3 separate regions of the Drosophila melanogaster genome follow, and regions 1 and 2 are each linked to region 3. A link is a contact called in public Hi-C data. All regions are on one chromosome and are shown on one strand. The core of a region is the stretch at or near the end of the contact, and the rest is flanking DNA. Distances in the headings are between cores, read along the strand shown. Region 1 holds the start of CG42489. Region 2 holds the start of lncRNA:CR43130 (long non-coding RNA:CR43130). Region 3 holds the start of lncRNA:CR44331 (long non-coding RNA:CR44331).

The links. Hi-C and Micro-C count contacts between places; a contact is called where the count stands out from the background.
Region 1: a Hi-C map of the Kc167 cell line shows a contact between it and region 3, with 2.4 times the contacts expected there. The contact joins the promoter of CG42489 here to the promoter of lncRNA:CR44331 in region 3. A contact is called at or near these places in 12 of 107 Hi-C or Micro-C datasets (the Kc167 cell line, the OSC cell line, cellular blastoderm embryo and 4 more).
Region 2: a contact with region 3 is called in a Hi-C map of the Kc167 cell line, with 3 times the contacts expected there. The contact joins the promoter of lncRNA:CR43130 here to the promoter of lncRNA:CR44331 in region 3. A contact is called at or near these places in 1 of 1 datasets of contacts at CTCF or cohesin (the Kc167 cell line), 14 of 107 Hi-C or Micro-C datasets (the Kc167 cell line, the S2 cell line, cellular blastoderm embryo and 3 more) and 1 of 6 datasets of contacts at active chromatin or transcription factors (the Kc167 cell line).

What each region holds. Positions count from the first base shown.
Region 1 is chr3R:8,651,632-8,656,587 of dm6, reverse strand. It overlaps CG42489, which reads left to right and starts at 1,822. Exons shown (of 2, transcript NM_001202264.2): 1 at 1,822-1,998; 2 at 2,453-2,786. The coding sequence starts at 2,479. The coding sequence ends at 2,712. Sys1 (Sys1 golgi trafficking protein) reads right to left here and starts at 3,767. Exons shown (of 4, transcript NM_001275448.1): 1 at 3,699-3,767; 2 at 3,303-3,613; 3 at 3,111-3,229; 4 at 2,741-3,042. The coding sequence starts at 3,467. The coding sequence ends at 2,847. It overlaps bel (belle), which reads left to right. Exons shown (of 4, transcript NM_001275450.1): 3 at 1-610; 4 at 682-1,613. The coding sequence ends at 803. It overlaps Dhod (Dihydroorotate dehydrogenase), which reads left to right and starts at 3,672. Exons shown (of 2, transcript NM_134311.3): 1 at 3,672-3,851; 2 at 3,906-4,956. The coding sequence starts at 3,804.
Region 2 is chr3R:8,817,178-8,821,703 of dm6, reverse strand. It overlaps lncRNA:CR43130 (long non-coding RNA:CR43130), which reads right to left and starts at 2,086. Exons shown (of 3, transcript NR_125119.1): 1 at 2,067-2,086; 2 at 842-926; 3 at 606-785. aqz (aaquetzalli) reads left to right here and starts at 1,022. Exons shown (of 2, transcript NM_001275461.2): 1 at 1,022-1,392; 2 at 2,441-4,526. The coding sequence starts at 2,984. The coding sequence ends at 3,841.
Region 3 is chr3R:8,112,604-8,116,940 of dm6, reverse strand. It overlaps lncRNA:CR44331 (long non-coding RNA:CR44331), which reads left to right and starts at 2,938. Exons shown (of 2, transcript NR_125107.1): 1 at 2,938-3,832; 2 at 3,893-4,242. All of the region lies in intron 3 of puc (puckered), which reads right to left.

The DNA of each region.
Region 1 (4,956 bases), core at 573-3,072, 540 kb before region 3:
GACAGCCTAACACTGATCTTTGTGGAGACTAAGAAGGGTGCAGACTCGCTGGAGGAGTTCCTGTACCAGTGCAATCATCCCGTCACTAGCATCCACGGTGATCGCACGCAGAAGGAGCGCGAGGAGGCACTGCGCTGCTTCCGATCGGGCGACTGCCCCATCCTGGTGGCCACAGCCGTGGCCGCTCGTGGCCTGGACATTCCGCACGTTAAGCACGTTATTAACTTTGACCTGCCCTCGGATGTGGAGGAGTATGTCCACCGTATCGGGCGTACCGGACGTATGGGTAATCTTGGTGTGGCCACCTCCTTTTTCAACGAAAAGAACCGCAACATTTGCTCCGATCTCTTGGAGCTGCTGATCGAAACGAAGCAGGAGATCCCCAGTTTCATGGAGGATATGAGTTCGGATCGCGGACATGGCGGAGCCAAGCGGGCTGGACGAGGCGGTGGTGGACGTTATGGTGGCGGCTTCGGCTCCAGGGATTACCGTCAAAGCTCTGGCGGCGGCGGTGGCGGACGCAGTGGACCGCCACCACGTAGCGGTGGTTCCGGATCAGGAGGCGGCGGCGGCAGTTACCGCAGCAATGGAAACTCGTACGGTAAGTTTGGTGAGTGTGGAATCATCCATCAGCAGTAATCAGTTTAAAGGCAGAAACTTAACAGTGGATTTCCTTTACAGGCGGCAATTCGGGCGGCGGTGGATACTATGGCGGCGGCGCCGGTGGTGGCTCCTATGGCGGCTCCTACGGCGGCGGCAGTGCCTCGCACTCTTCGAACGCACCCGACTGGTGGGCTCAATGAGCAAGGCCTCAGCTTCAGGCAAAGGACCTGGGCCAGCAGCAGCAGCAGCATCAGCAGTCGCATCGTAGCCACTTTCGCAAATAACCAAACGGAGTAAAACAAAGTCGATAACAACTATATATGTGTACACACGTATACTATATAGGAACAGCAAATGTGAAAGAGAAACTGTCTGTGCGCAGCGCAACACAAATCACGAAAATACAGAAAAGATACACAGATGCACCCTCCACCCCACCCTCGTTTAGCAATTCACTCCTCTCTCACAACCTCAAAAACCAGGAGCAAGCGTTAATAATAAACTGTGCAAGTCCATCGCGAAAGTATATTACATTCATGTATAGCCAGCCCAAGCCGCCCTCCATTTCCATCTCACCCATCATTATATTTTATGAATTCGATGCGCGTAGTTGAAGGATATGCAAGCAAACACATACATATTTAAAATATGCTAAACAACCACAAATATTAAGAATATTTAAGCAAATGATAAAATTTTTGAATTTTTGTCCATAAGTTACAATTCTCACACATCATTTTTCTTGGAACTCTTAATATACATATATATATATATATATATATGTATTCTTATATATATATATATATATATCTAGACATAAATATTGTCAATGTCGGATCGAAACGATGAAAGCGCAAATCCTTGAACTTCAATTGATGATTTTAAACGAAGAAAACATAAAAATAGTAATGGTATATATATTATTAAATATATAGATCGAGATAGAATGTACTATATGAAACAAGAAACCAACACAAACAAGTAATTAAAACAAAAAAAAAACAAGTTTGCTAAACTAAAGCTTAATAATTTAGCAAATGAGAAAAAGAACTCGCATGGTTGTTTTTAATTTTTTCTGCATTTGGTGTAACAGGTGATTTTTTTGGGATTGGCAGATCGTGTCCGATAACGCTGTAAAGCACCAACGTTTACTAATTCCTTGGCGCCCTATTATCTTTTCATAAATATGTTCAATTAAGATTTATTTACTTACTGATATCACTTTTTGAGTTAGCTCCATTGATAAGAATTGGCAAGTTGCCTGTTCTTTGGTTTTAGTTCAGTACGCTTTTCGAACCAATACGTTTCGATGTAAGAGATCATTGGATTTTCAACCGCGACGAGCTGCTGGCCATATTATCAAAATAATTAAGGAGTGGAATATCCATAGGATAGGTTAGTAACCTTTAGGAGCTTCTCAGATGAGAGCTTTGTCGCCGGTTTCCCAGCGGCAAAGCTTCAATTATGCACATTTAAGCAATCAGTATAATTGAATGTTCGAAACGTGGGGAGCGAGAATGTAAGTAGGAAATGCATCAAATAGTGCCGAGGATGTGACGATCGTGGCGATGCCTACCCGTTTGCTAATTAGATTAGATAGGGCAAGTTGATTAGTTTGCTCTGATGTTTTCTAAAGAGGGGAGCTTGTCGATTTGTCGTTGTTTGTTTGCCAGATAAATTTGCTTGAACAGCAAAGCTCTACGCTTCTTGATCGCTGGATTTTGAAATAATAAACAGCGTGGGCGCTTGACTAGGCCACACCCCGTTTTATTATTATTTTCGGCAGTCCGGCGGAAATTTTCAGTGCACTCCCAGTTGTATTCGCGGATCTCAGCTGTGTCAATTTCAGACTGTCAACATATAAACACGACGAGGATGCAGAAGCCACATCATGGTCCGTGCTGGATGTTGCTTCTACTGGCATCGCTGATCGGTACTTTTATGCTGGCCTTCAGCTACTGGATGTTTGTGCCGCGCGAGGAGTCACTATGGTCAATGATATCGAACTACAGTGGATCTGGAATAAAGTACTCCCTGCCGCCGTCAGCAGTACCTGAGGAACTTAAGCTTCGGCAGAGACCGCCCTTCGTTTACCAGATATTACATTGAAAGTAGAAGTACAATATAGTGTTTATATGCTATGTAATCTTACGCTAGTTTAACAATAAATTACATGTACACAGAAGCTGCTTTGGGTGGCTTGGTTGGGGGGGTAGCAGGCATCACAAGTTGGTGGCTTCGAGTCAGACGTCCGACTTTTGATTGAGGGCCGCATAGCCCACTGGGATCTCCTTCATCTCGGTCTGCAGGCAGAGAAACTCGCCGCCTATGCACATTATTGTGCCGGTGATGACATTCAGTAGCCACCACGATGCGTTCGCGGGAAAGGAGCGGTTGTACCACCAGCAGATCAGCAAATGCAGCACGTGGAAGGTGCAACTGCCATGAAAGGGAAGCATGAGTTGTAAAAGCAAAAGATTAAGTGTGTGCACTAGCTATAAGCCCACCTAAAGTCCAGACAGAGCTTGGCTCTTCTCACAATGCACCACAGTGCCAGGGAGGCTAAGAACGCATTTAAAACAAATGCGCAGATCACCAGGCGGCCACCCATGTCGTAGATGTGGATCTCCTTTAAGCAACATTAAATCAAAGTAAGGAGAGGGGTTTCCATGATATATGGTATATAGCATATGGCATACATGGTATTCGAACAAGTGATCCAGACTATAGTTGTCCCCGGACAACTTGTTGGCCACGAAGACGAGTAGGCCAAGGGTGAAGTACACGCAGAACTGCATGGACACAATCTGTGAGGACAGCAGCGTGGGATCCCACTGCGTGTTGCGAAAGGTGCCGCCCTTCATGGTTGCCTCGGGTGGCCAAATCAGCGTTTAGAGAACGAAATTTCTAATTTTTAGCTGGCCATAACAAACTGACTCAACCATTAGAGGTGACACTGGAGGACTATCGATTCTCTTCGGCATGGTTGTGAATAGAAGGGGTTCATTTGCTACACAGAAAAAAAAGAAAATTATTGATGCTTGCCGTAGTAACTATATATCGCATGAGTTTTCCTTCAAAATGGCCAGACTTACTCCCAAATTGAATTTTCGTTAAAACTCTAGTACATGCATTTACTTTTTTACATATTATACTTTTAATACTCTATCGGGTACAATCGATATCCGGCGATAGTCGTCATGGATCAGGATCACTTAAAGAATGCTAAAAACGCCACGCGGAGAGTTGTGAGTAAAGTACGGCTTAAACGGGACCGGATTACAGAATGATTCCGCCCACAGGGTCGTTTGCGGTCGCTGGGAATCGTTACAGTCGGAGGAGCTGCCTTGGTGGCGGGCATTACGGCATACAAGAACCAGGACCAGTTGTTCCGGACCTTCGTGATGCCAGCGGTGCGACTTCTTCCGGCGGAAGCCAGCCATCAACTGGCCGTGCTGGCGTGCAAGTACCGCCTGTGCCCGGTTTCACAGTACCATGATGACCAGAACTTGCACACGTCGTTCTTTGGCCGGATGCTTAGCAATCCCATTGGCATTGCAGCGGGATTCGATAAGAACGCGGAGGCGGTGGACGGCCTGCAGGATCTAGGATTCGGATTTATAGAGGTGGGCACAGTTACCCCGGCGGCTCAGGAGGGCAATCCCAAGCCGAGAGTATTCCGGTTGACCGAGGACAAGGCCATCATTAATCGGTACGGATTTAATAGCGACGGGCATCAGGCCGTGCTCCAACGGCTGCGCTTGCTCCGCAAAAAGGAGAACTTCAATGGAGTTGTGGGCGTGAATCTGGGCCGGAACAAGACCACCATGAGCCCGATAGCGGATTATGTACAGGGTGTTCGGGTTTTCGGGCCCGTAGCAGACTACCTGGTCATTAATGTGAGCAGTCCGAACACCAAGGGCCTGCGCGATATGCAGAGCAAGGAGAAGCTAAGAGAGCTCCTGGAACAGGTCAACGACACGAAATCCTCCCTGGATAAGAACAAGAATGTGCCTATACTCTTGAAACTTTCGCCGGATCTATCTTTGGACGACATGAAGGACATCGTGTGGGTAATCAAGCGCAAGAAGAGCCGCGTGGATGGCCTGATCGTTTCAAACACCACGGTGTCGCGGGAAAACATCGAAAAGAACAAGCTGGCCGAGGAAACTGGCGGATTAAGTGGTCCTCCACTCAAGGCCCGCTCCACAGAGATGATCGCCCAGATGTACCAGCTCACCGATGGAAAGATTCCCATCATAGGCGTCGGCGGAGTGGCTTCCGGCTATGATGCATACGAAAAGATCGAAGCTGGAGCTTCCTACGTCCAAATCTACACGGCTTTAGTGTACG
Region 2 (4,526 bases), core at 837-3,336, 710 kb before region 3:
ATAATGGGTTTGATCAGGCTGGATCTGAGCATGGGCGGGTTTTGAGTGACACGCGTCGCCGGTTGTAAGCGGTTCTCATCATCCTATTTTATTTTATTTATCCTCTTGACGGGGCATCCCACTATACCCCATTGTGTCAGATTTCTTGATGCATTGAATTTGTATAAGGTAATTACTTGTGTTATTCAGCTACTTCGGCTGATTTCAAAAGATATGTGCAACTGATCCTGTTCAATAAAATGTAATATCACATTTATCTTCTCTTTTAAAAAGATTGTGTAACACTAATTTATTTGCCAAAAACACAAAAATAGCAAGGGCGTTGAATTCAATTTGAGCTTCAACCATTAAAATTAAGACAGTAATCCGAATATGGAGAAGATGACATTCTTTAATTGATTCAATTTCGTGTTTAATGGCTTAATTTTTAATTGCAAACGTAATGCTCTCATTTTACGTGCACTTAATCTATTGAATTTACATGCACAATTTTTATTAACTATTCATATAATGATATACAAAAACAACCGCTTATGCGCCAAACTAAAACAAATTGAATATTTATTTACATAAGATAACTATAATCCGGATTTAGGCCGAAATCCATTCCAAAATGCCAGCTGTCGTATTATATTCAATTTCAAATTGCCGCGTACTTTGTTTTCTTATAACGGCAGATGTAACAACTCTAGTAGGTAGGTAGTAATCAAAAACAGGTAGATTTAATTTGTTTTACCAATATTGAACATTTGTTTCACGTGCAAGTCCCGAATCCACAACATTGACTATTTTGAGTAAAAACAATAGGTTGGTCATAAAAAATAATTACTAATTTACTAACCGCGGTCGCCGCATGTCTGAACAGGCCTCCAGCTTTTCCGGCTTGAGTATCCACTGATTCACCCGTGTCTCGAACCCAGAGTTGCCTAAACATATTTCGATGTATACATAAAGAGGGAAATTTATTTTTTAGGCTTGGCAATGCCGCTGCGGGCATATAAAAGTCCGCGCAGTCGTGCGCTTGTGTGAGTCATGGTGGAAAATTCGAGGCAAGCGTACCGATGCGCAAAGAACAAGCATAAGCGAAGAAGATAAAGATATCGATTAAAATTTCTGCTACAAAAATAAATATATATGTAACGCATATTGTAAATGTTCTAAGTTAAGTGACATAAATCAAATATTTGTGTAAAGTTTAATATTTTAATACGCGTCGAAGTACAACGAGTGAGGCTACAGAAGAGCACACACTAAAGTGGAGTACTTGGCGAGCGCAAATAACGGAAATCAAATTCGAAATAAACGCTGCGCAATAGACGGTGGTGTACATAAGAGTTTAACAAAATCCGAATCAGAATCAGTTGAAAGTGTGATTTTTTTGAGCCTTTGTCTGTAAGTGAAGAGAAAGCTTTAAGCGGAATTACATCTATATATATATATATAAATATATAAATACGAAGCCAGCCCGTCGCCATTTTGAAAGTGATTTTACAAAACACACACACACACATATATATACACAGCTGCGAACACATCCACATATAACCCCAAATAAAATCCGAAGAAAAGAGCAAAAAAAAAAACGCAAAACAAACCAATTTCCGCAACATTTTAAAGTGAAACATCCAAATCAAGGCAACTTTTAACCCAAACTCAACCCATTTTGTATATAACGCTTGTCGAAATATCGAAATCTGTATAACGAAGTGGCTGAGAAAACTGCGACACACACACGCACGCAAGCACACTCGTTGGTGTGAGGTCTACGGCAAAAAAGTAAGTCGCAATTGTGTTAGTAATCGCTGCGTGTGTATGTATGCGCGTGTGTGTGTTGATTCATTAATTCAGGTATTCTCGCAAAATAAATGTACATATGTATCTTTATATATACATGTGGGGTCGTCCCTCTGACGTCCCAAGTTTGCTTGAATAGCCAAACAAACACCTTTTGTTGACGTAAATAGCACACACAGTCTACACACAGTCACACGCTAAAACGATAATGCAGCCGTTACGTAGTTAGCACTACGTTACAGGTTGTTGCTACCTGGAAATGTAATCGTTACATGTCTTATTTCCCCTTTTCGGGTTCCCGTTTCTTATTATACACACACACACGCGGCCATCGAAATAGAACTGTTTTGTTTTACCTTTGGAACGTTACATTTCGTACTGAGGTAAAAAAGGTATTCTGTCGTATACTGACGTTTTTTCCATGTGTATATGTACATATTATCTTTCTTACTCAACCTAAATTTAAATATAGACCTTTTAACGTAAGAATGTATTTCAATAAACTGCATTGTAATTAATGCGGTTGATGCTGATTTCATAAATAGTTTCATAAGAAATAAGACTTCAACTATTTTCCTGTTAACATAAGCCAATATGTATCGTTTCGAATTTTCAATGGTTTCTTTCGCTCTTCTCCAAAAAACAGGATCAGCACGGCTTGGAATGCGAAAGCAGCAGTTAAATCAGCGAAGAACAGAGAGTTTGCGAAATTATAGCTAAGGATAGCTTAACCGGAGTAAAAAAAAAATAAATCAACAGACTGATAAACAATACATAACGTTACAAGTAAAACTAAAAGTAAAGTAAACAACAGCTGTACATAAAACATAAAGGAGAAGTGGAAAAGCAGCTACGTGCTCAGCCGCCCGTCGCCCTTTTCGTTTCCATTTTGGAGGTCATCTCAACTTCGGCGACTATCAGCTACCAAAGAAAATAGAGCGGCGCAGCTAGATCAACATCTCAATAGCAATAGCAGCAGAAGCAGAATCAGAATCAGAATCAGAAGGCGTTTGGTTTCGATTTATAAAGAATTGATTTAAGTGCGTGTGATATTTAACGTTAAGCATTAATTTAGCGAATTAACCAAAAACAAAAAGGGAAAACAGCAGAAATTTTAATAAGAGAAAGAGAAGAGGAGATCGGAGAGAGAGAGATATCGATCCAGAGATCGGAAAGCGACGAAATTACTATGACATACTCGCACAATAGCGTTAGAAACAACATCAGAATGACAACCGCATCGGCCACCAAGTCCATACGATTAAAAAAGGGAGCAGCATCAGCGACCTCCGCATCCAACTCATCCACCCCCTCGCCCACATCCGCACCCGTCTCCCCCACATCCGTATCCGCATCCGCACCAGCAACGCCCTTGGTAACTGCACATTCCAACAGTATTGCCAGCAGTACAAATAACGCCCAATTCCTGAGCTCCTCGCCCACGAGTCTCGGTTTTGGCCTGGGTCTATCCGCTCTTGCCACGCCCCCGAACCAGAGGCAACGGCAACTGCAGTCCCAGTCGACCGGATCCAAGAACAAGTATCAGCAGTCGCAGCAGCAGCGCCAGTCGCCGCAGCAGCAGCAGGGATCCTCTGTAGGCGGTGGAGGCTTCTTCTTTGCCAACAACAACCGAAGGAACGGAGGAGGACGTTCGCCCCAGGGAGCTATGCAGGTTCGGCAGTCACCAGCCACCATTTTGGGTGGAGGTTTCTCGCCGGGAATCGTCGGAGGATCGGCTCGCAAGCAGAGGAAGAGCCCTTCGTTGGGCGGAAAGATATCGCCCCAGCACCAGATGCAGCAGCACCCACTCATACCCACCGCACTGACGCATTTCGCGGGCAGCAAGTGCTTTGATGCACCAGCTCCAACGGCGCTGCCCAAGCCACCGCAGCACTGGACGTTGTCCAGGTCGGAGGGTAAGCTTCCCATGATGATGCCGTCGATGCCCAAGTTCCAGGTGCCGATGCAGACAGGCCGCTCGAAGCGGAATCTCCTCGATGACTTCGACACGCACAACCTAAAGTTGCTGCTCAATGTGCAGTCGTAACCACACTGGTGCTGGAGGATCAGTGTCTGGAGTAGGAAAGCAGGAACAGGATCTGGATCTAGAGCTGGATCTGAAGATGGATCTGGAGGACCGACATGAATGGCAAGAACACCCGGTGGACCCCGAACCCGTCAATGAGTTGCAAAAAAAAATCGATATGAACATAAAACCAACAAAAAAAAATTAACAAAAACATAAAACAAAAAATGGAAAATGAAAAAACTTTTACAAAAAAAGCGAAAACATTTCAACTGGAAATTTGAACTTTTTTAAACAAAAACAAAAAAAAAAAACAAGAGTAATGTTTGTGATCTCAAGTGTGTATCATAAAACAATTAAACCAATTTGAGAAGCTATTAGGTGAGAAGAGAAAAACTGTTTCAAGAAAAGAAAACTGAAAGCAAACAAAATACAAGTAAAAAACACACAAACTACTGTCCTCACACAACCGACCGACAAAAAAGAACATCAACAACGAACGACAATGAGAACAAATCAACACAGCGAAAAAGATGCAAAATTCCCCGCTACATAGAACATCTCCCCCAAACTCCAAAACTCCCCTGTCAACTTCAATGCGCAATCTTTATAGAGACAGCCAGCCAATCGACAAACTGCAACCAGTACAACACTCAATGGATGCCTGGCTGAAATACAAGGAAAACCAAATGGAAAGAGGACTTAA
Region 3 (4,337 bases), core at 1,689-4,188:
ACAAGGAAATGTCCTTAAGGATCATAAGAAAACAATTAAACTAAGAATATTTTTAAAAATATAGTAAATTTTACTTGAATGGCATTTAACACTTCTAATTACCTAATAAAGTAACCATTTTTCAACACTCAGTTTGTTATGAACTTCTTTAGCTTGATGTTATTTTTATACTGCTGGCTGCTTTAACCAAAGCACGTTGTCAAGCAACAAGTAGTTTTGTTTATGTTCGAAATATTTAATTACTTTCGGCGACCGTTTATCATTAAGAATACTCCGCTTACTCATACGGATTTCTGATTCAGCCAGAAAGAGACGGCCGTATGCCGACCGAAAGAGACAGCCGCAGTGTGAGTCTGAGTGCGGCAGGTGCCAGTGCCAGGACACTTAAATGGCGATAAGACCCCGCTGAATCATCGAAAACAAAGAGAGTGGGATCTCAACTTGACCTTCAACTTGGCGAATCTCGACTTTGACGTGTCGAGTCATACGGAAACAACAAAGCCCCCCTAACAAGACAGCCTGCACTTTGAAGTCGCCTTCAACTTAAGCGGGTCGGGTCGGGGTGAATAGTGGGTAGTGAGTGAGTGAGTGAGGGAGGCAGGTAGATGGATCAGGGCTCTCCTCGGGTGATTCACGAAGAGCATGCGCAGCGGCAATAACAACAAACGGAATGTTTCATAAACAAATTGCGCGCAAATCAAACACTTGGAAAATACAGAGTGCGCGGGCGCAAAAGTCTCAAAAGGAAGGTATTGATGAATAAGTACACAATGAGTTGTTTTTGTATACCCTCCCATTGACGAGACTTTTTCGTTGAAGTAATAACGATCCCATCTTACGATCTTAAAAGTGATATTCTAAATAATTCATGTGTATATTAATCATATTTTTTTCTCTGTAGAGAAAAACGAGGAAGTGTGGGCCTCGGGTTCCCTTTTAAAATGATTAAGAGCCTTATACATTCGATACAACAATAAAAAGAACGAAGCCGCAACGCAAATTTCAAATTTGAAATTCCTGTGCGAATATTTTCATTTTTTTTCGCTTGGTCGATTTTTGCATTTTAAAAATAGCCGGCTGACGAATATTGAAATTATGCGCACGGGGGCCAACAAAAATGTCACCTCGGGTTTTTGGTTGTTGTTTCGGTTAATTCTTTTTTGTTTGTTGTCTGCCAACGGATTCTCGATTACTCATTAGCCGAAGGATTTTGATTTTTTTTGGGTTCTCTCATTTTATACTGAGTACTTTTTGGCTGAGTTACTTGGGACAACGATATTGACTTTTTATATTAGAACAATCTATTTTCTAAACTCTCGGTATATATTTGAACATATGCATTCATAGTTTTATCTAATCAGCTGTCCAATTGTATATATGTATGTATATAGAATGTGACTATCGCCAAATGTTCTCGAGGGGCCTCAGCTTTCAGTTTGCTTAGCTGCTTCTACGACCGTGTGTCCACAACCCGTAATTGTACTTCGAATGCCCCGTAAACGTAACCTGTAACCGTATATATACAAATCTATATATGTACATATGTGTGTTTGTATGCTCCGTTGTAGATTAAGTTAGTTCGCCAAAGAGGCCTCTCCGTCGTTGGCAGATAAAAGTTGACGGCTTGATAACTTGATAGCTTGGCGCGCAAATAATATGGGTACAGTCAGTACAGACATCGCGGCGATAAGTTGACAAATTGGATGGCAATCGTAGGAAAGGATGTGGAATCGGCTAGAAAGCCCCTAGATAATAGATAATAGATAATAGATCGAGCATTGCTGTGAGAGATCTCTATTTCGAATTTAAACCTTGCTATTATGTTTATTTACCTCAGCATCTGGTATTCTTGGCCAATTTAAGCGGAACGTTTGTTTATAATTATGGCCTTGTGTTTAAAAATGTCAGATACCTTGAAGGAAGTAAGATTTTACCTCTTTTTCTTGGTTTATGAAACAAAACATTGCATACATATGTACAGAAATAGATGCAAATTTCATTTGTTATTAGTAAATTGGTCTTTAATTTTTTAGTTCTTAACTTTTTGGGATATCTGAAAAATCCTTGTAACGCTTAAATCTCCATTACAAGTAAAATAGAGCGAATACTACCGATTGAAATACCGCTCAATTTCCTGACAATTGAGGCTTTGATTGCTTTCTAGGCCAAGTGGCTCGGTTTGGTTTATCGTTCATGTTAATGACACAGCATAATGACATTAGCATTATCCGACAACTACAACTACAACAACAATTGGGGCCTCGAACTCTACCGTCGCCTAATGAGCCTCTGCCGGTGCCGCTGCCACTGCCGCTGCCTCTGCCGGCGTTGAGTTCATTTTAAGCTCTGCTTCAAAATAGCGGTGCTTCCTCTTTCCCCACATCCCCCAACACCCCGCCACCCCCGCGCACACAAAGTGCTGTTATAATGAATGGAAAACGAAAAGCAGCGGAACAATGAGAAATCATAAGTTGTACGGTAGAAGAGGAAGCTCACTAAGAAGGGGATCAGCATATATTCAGGCGAAATAAAACAATAATAATAGGCATAAGGTGACGACGGCAAACCAAAAACGAATGCGCAAAAGGCCGGGGCAAATACACACAAACTCACAAACACAAACAGAGAAGCGAAATCATGACTCATGCACTCAGTACAAAATTGTACGTATACTTTTCCCTGCTTCTTCTTTCCCGCCGCCGCCGCCACCTCCTTTTGCTTCTTCTTTCTCTTGTCCGTCTCCCCACCCACCGTTACTTCGTGCCTGAGTACTAATGTGTTGCTGCGCGGGTGTGAGTGAGCGAGAGAGGTAGAGCATTTATAAAAATAATACTTAAGCATGTATAAAAGCGGCGAAGTTAAGGAGCAACAATTAATAGAAGCACACTTTAAAATTTTTTTAAAGCTTTAATCCCATTTTAAAAATTTGTTACTTAGATTTCTTTCTGTGTAGCGGTCAAAAGAAGTCTGAACCAAGGATTCTGATCCGACAGATGCAAATAAAATAAAGAGCGCAGGCAAGCGAGAGAGGAAGCGATATTAACCAGCTGTTGCTGCGCCCCGCACCTGAAATCCACAACAACAACAACGACCATAAAACACCAACAGCCGAGGCCGCACGCACAAGGATAACCCACTAAAAGAAGAAAAAACCAAATCGATGACTCATGAACAGGAACCGAAATGTTTACAAAAATAGAACATATGCCAAAACGAAACAGCGCCGGAGGAAAAGAGAGGGGTGAGAAGTGCCGTTGGCGGCGCAATAAATAGCAACAATAAGAAGCCAACAGAAAAATCGATGCGGCTGTACCGTTCACCCAACCATCCATCCATCCACCCACCCACCACCACCTATCGCCCACCCACTCTCTCGCCATCTCGCTCTCTGTGTTCCACATTGCATTGTGAACGAACAACGAAACGTAATGGCGATGAGTCATCATCGAGCCAGGGCACAGTGGTGGCCAAAAATACATTAACACTCGGGCAGCGCAGGAGGCGCGTCGACGACACAACCCTTATCAGAAAGGACGTTTGCGGTTGGCTGGTTGGGTTAGCTAGCCTTGTTGTTGGTGCTGCAATCTGCATAAAGTTTCCATTGCCCGTGCAAACTTGTCTGCACCGACAAAAACGGCTATAGTTGTGGCTCCTATTATCATATTCTACCGAGTTTACTCTATGATAAACTTTTATCTACAAAGATCGACCTTCGCAAGGCTATAGCTTTCAAGTAACTCAGGCGTTTCGTTAAGATTAGACAGAATATTATACCATCTTACGTTTTAAAAAATATTGAAGCACCAAATCTCAGGTGGAACTAAATGAGTAGGTGTGAACTAAAAGAGTAATTTTTTTTCAAATCCTTATTTCTATCAGTTATGTTTTTCAGTGTGGCCAAAGTCGCAACACAGTTACGGCAGCAACAACAATGCGACGACGACGCCGCTGCCGCCATGCTGTCTGCCAACGCCAACACGCAACAGCAACAACAATGCGACGACCAAGAAGAAGAAGGGACAGAGGACGGAAGGAGCGAAGGAGGCGATGAAGAGAGGCGAATGGATAAGCGTAGGAGAAGTCACAACAAAAACTTTTTGAGGTGGAAGGAGCATTGCTCCTTATCAACGCACCCCAATTGCCTCCATGGGAGCGAGGGAGTTGGATAGATATGTACATGTATTCCACGTTGGAAATTACTTTGACTTGAGCTTTGCTTTGAAATTTTTTACGGTTTACTCCAAATTAGCTATTAACTTAAGATTATAACAAAGATTAAAATGGCACATTGAGCCTTTTAACTTTATTTTATGAAGAAGGATTATTGCTGATTTTAA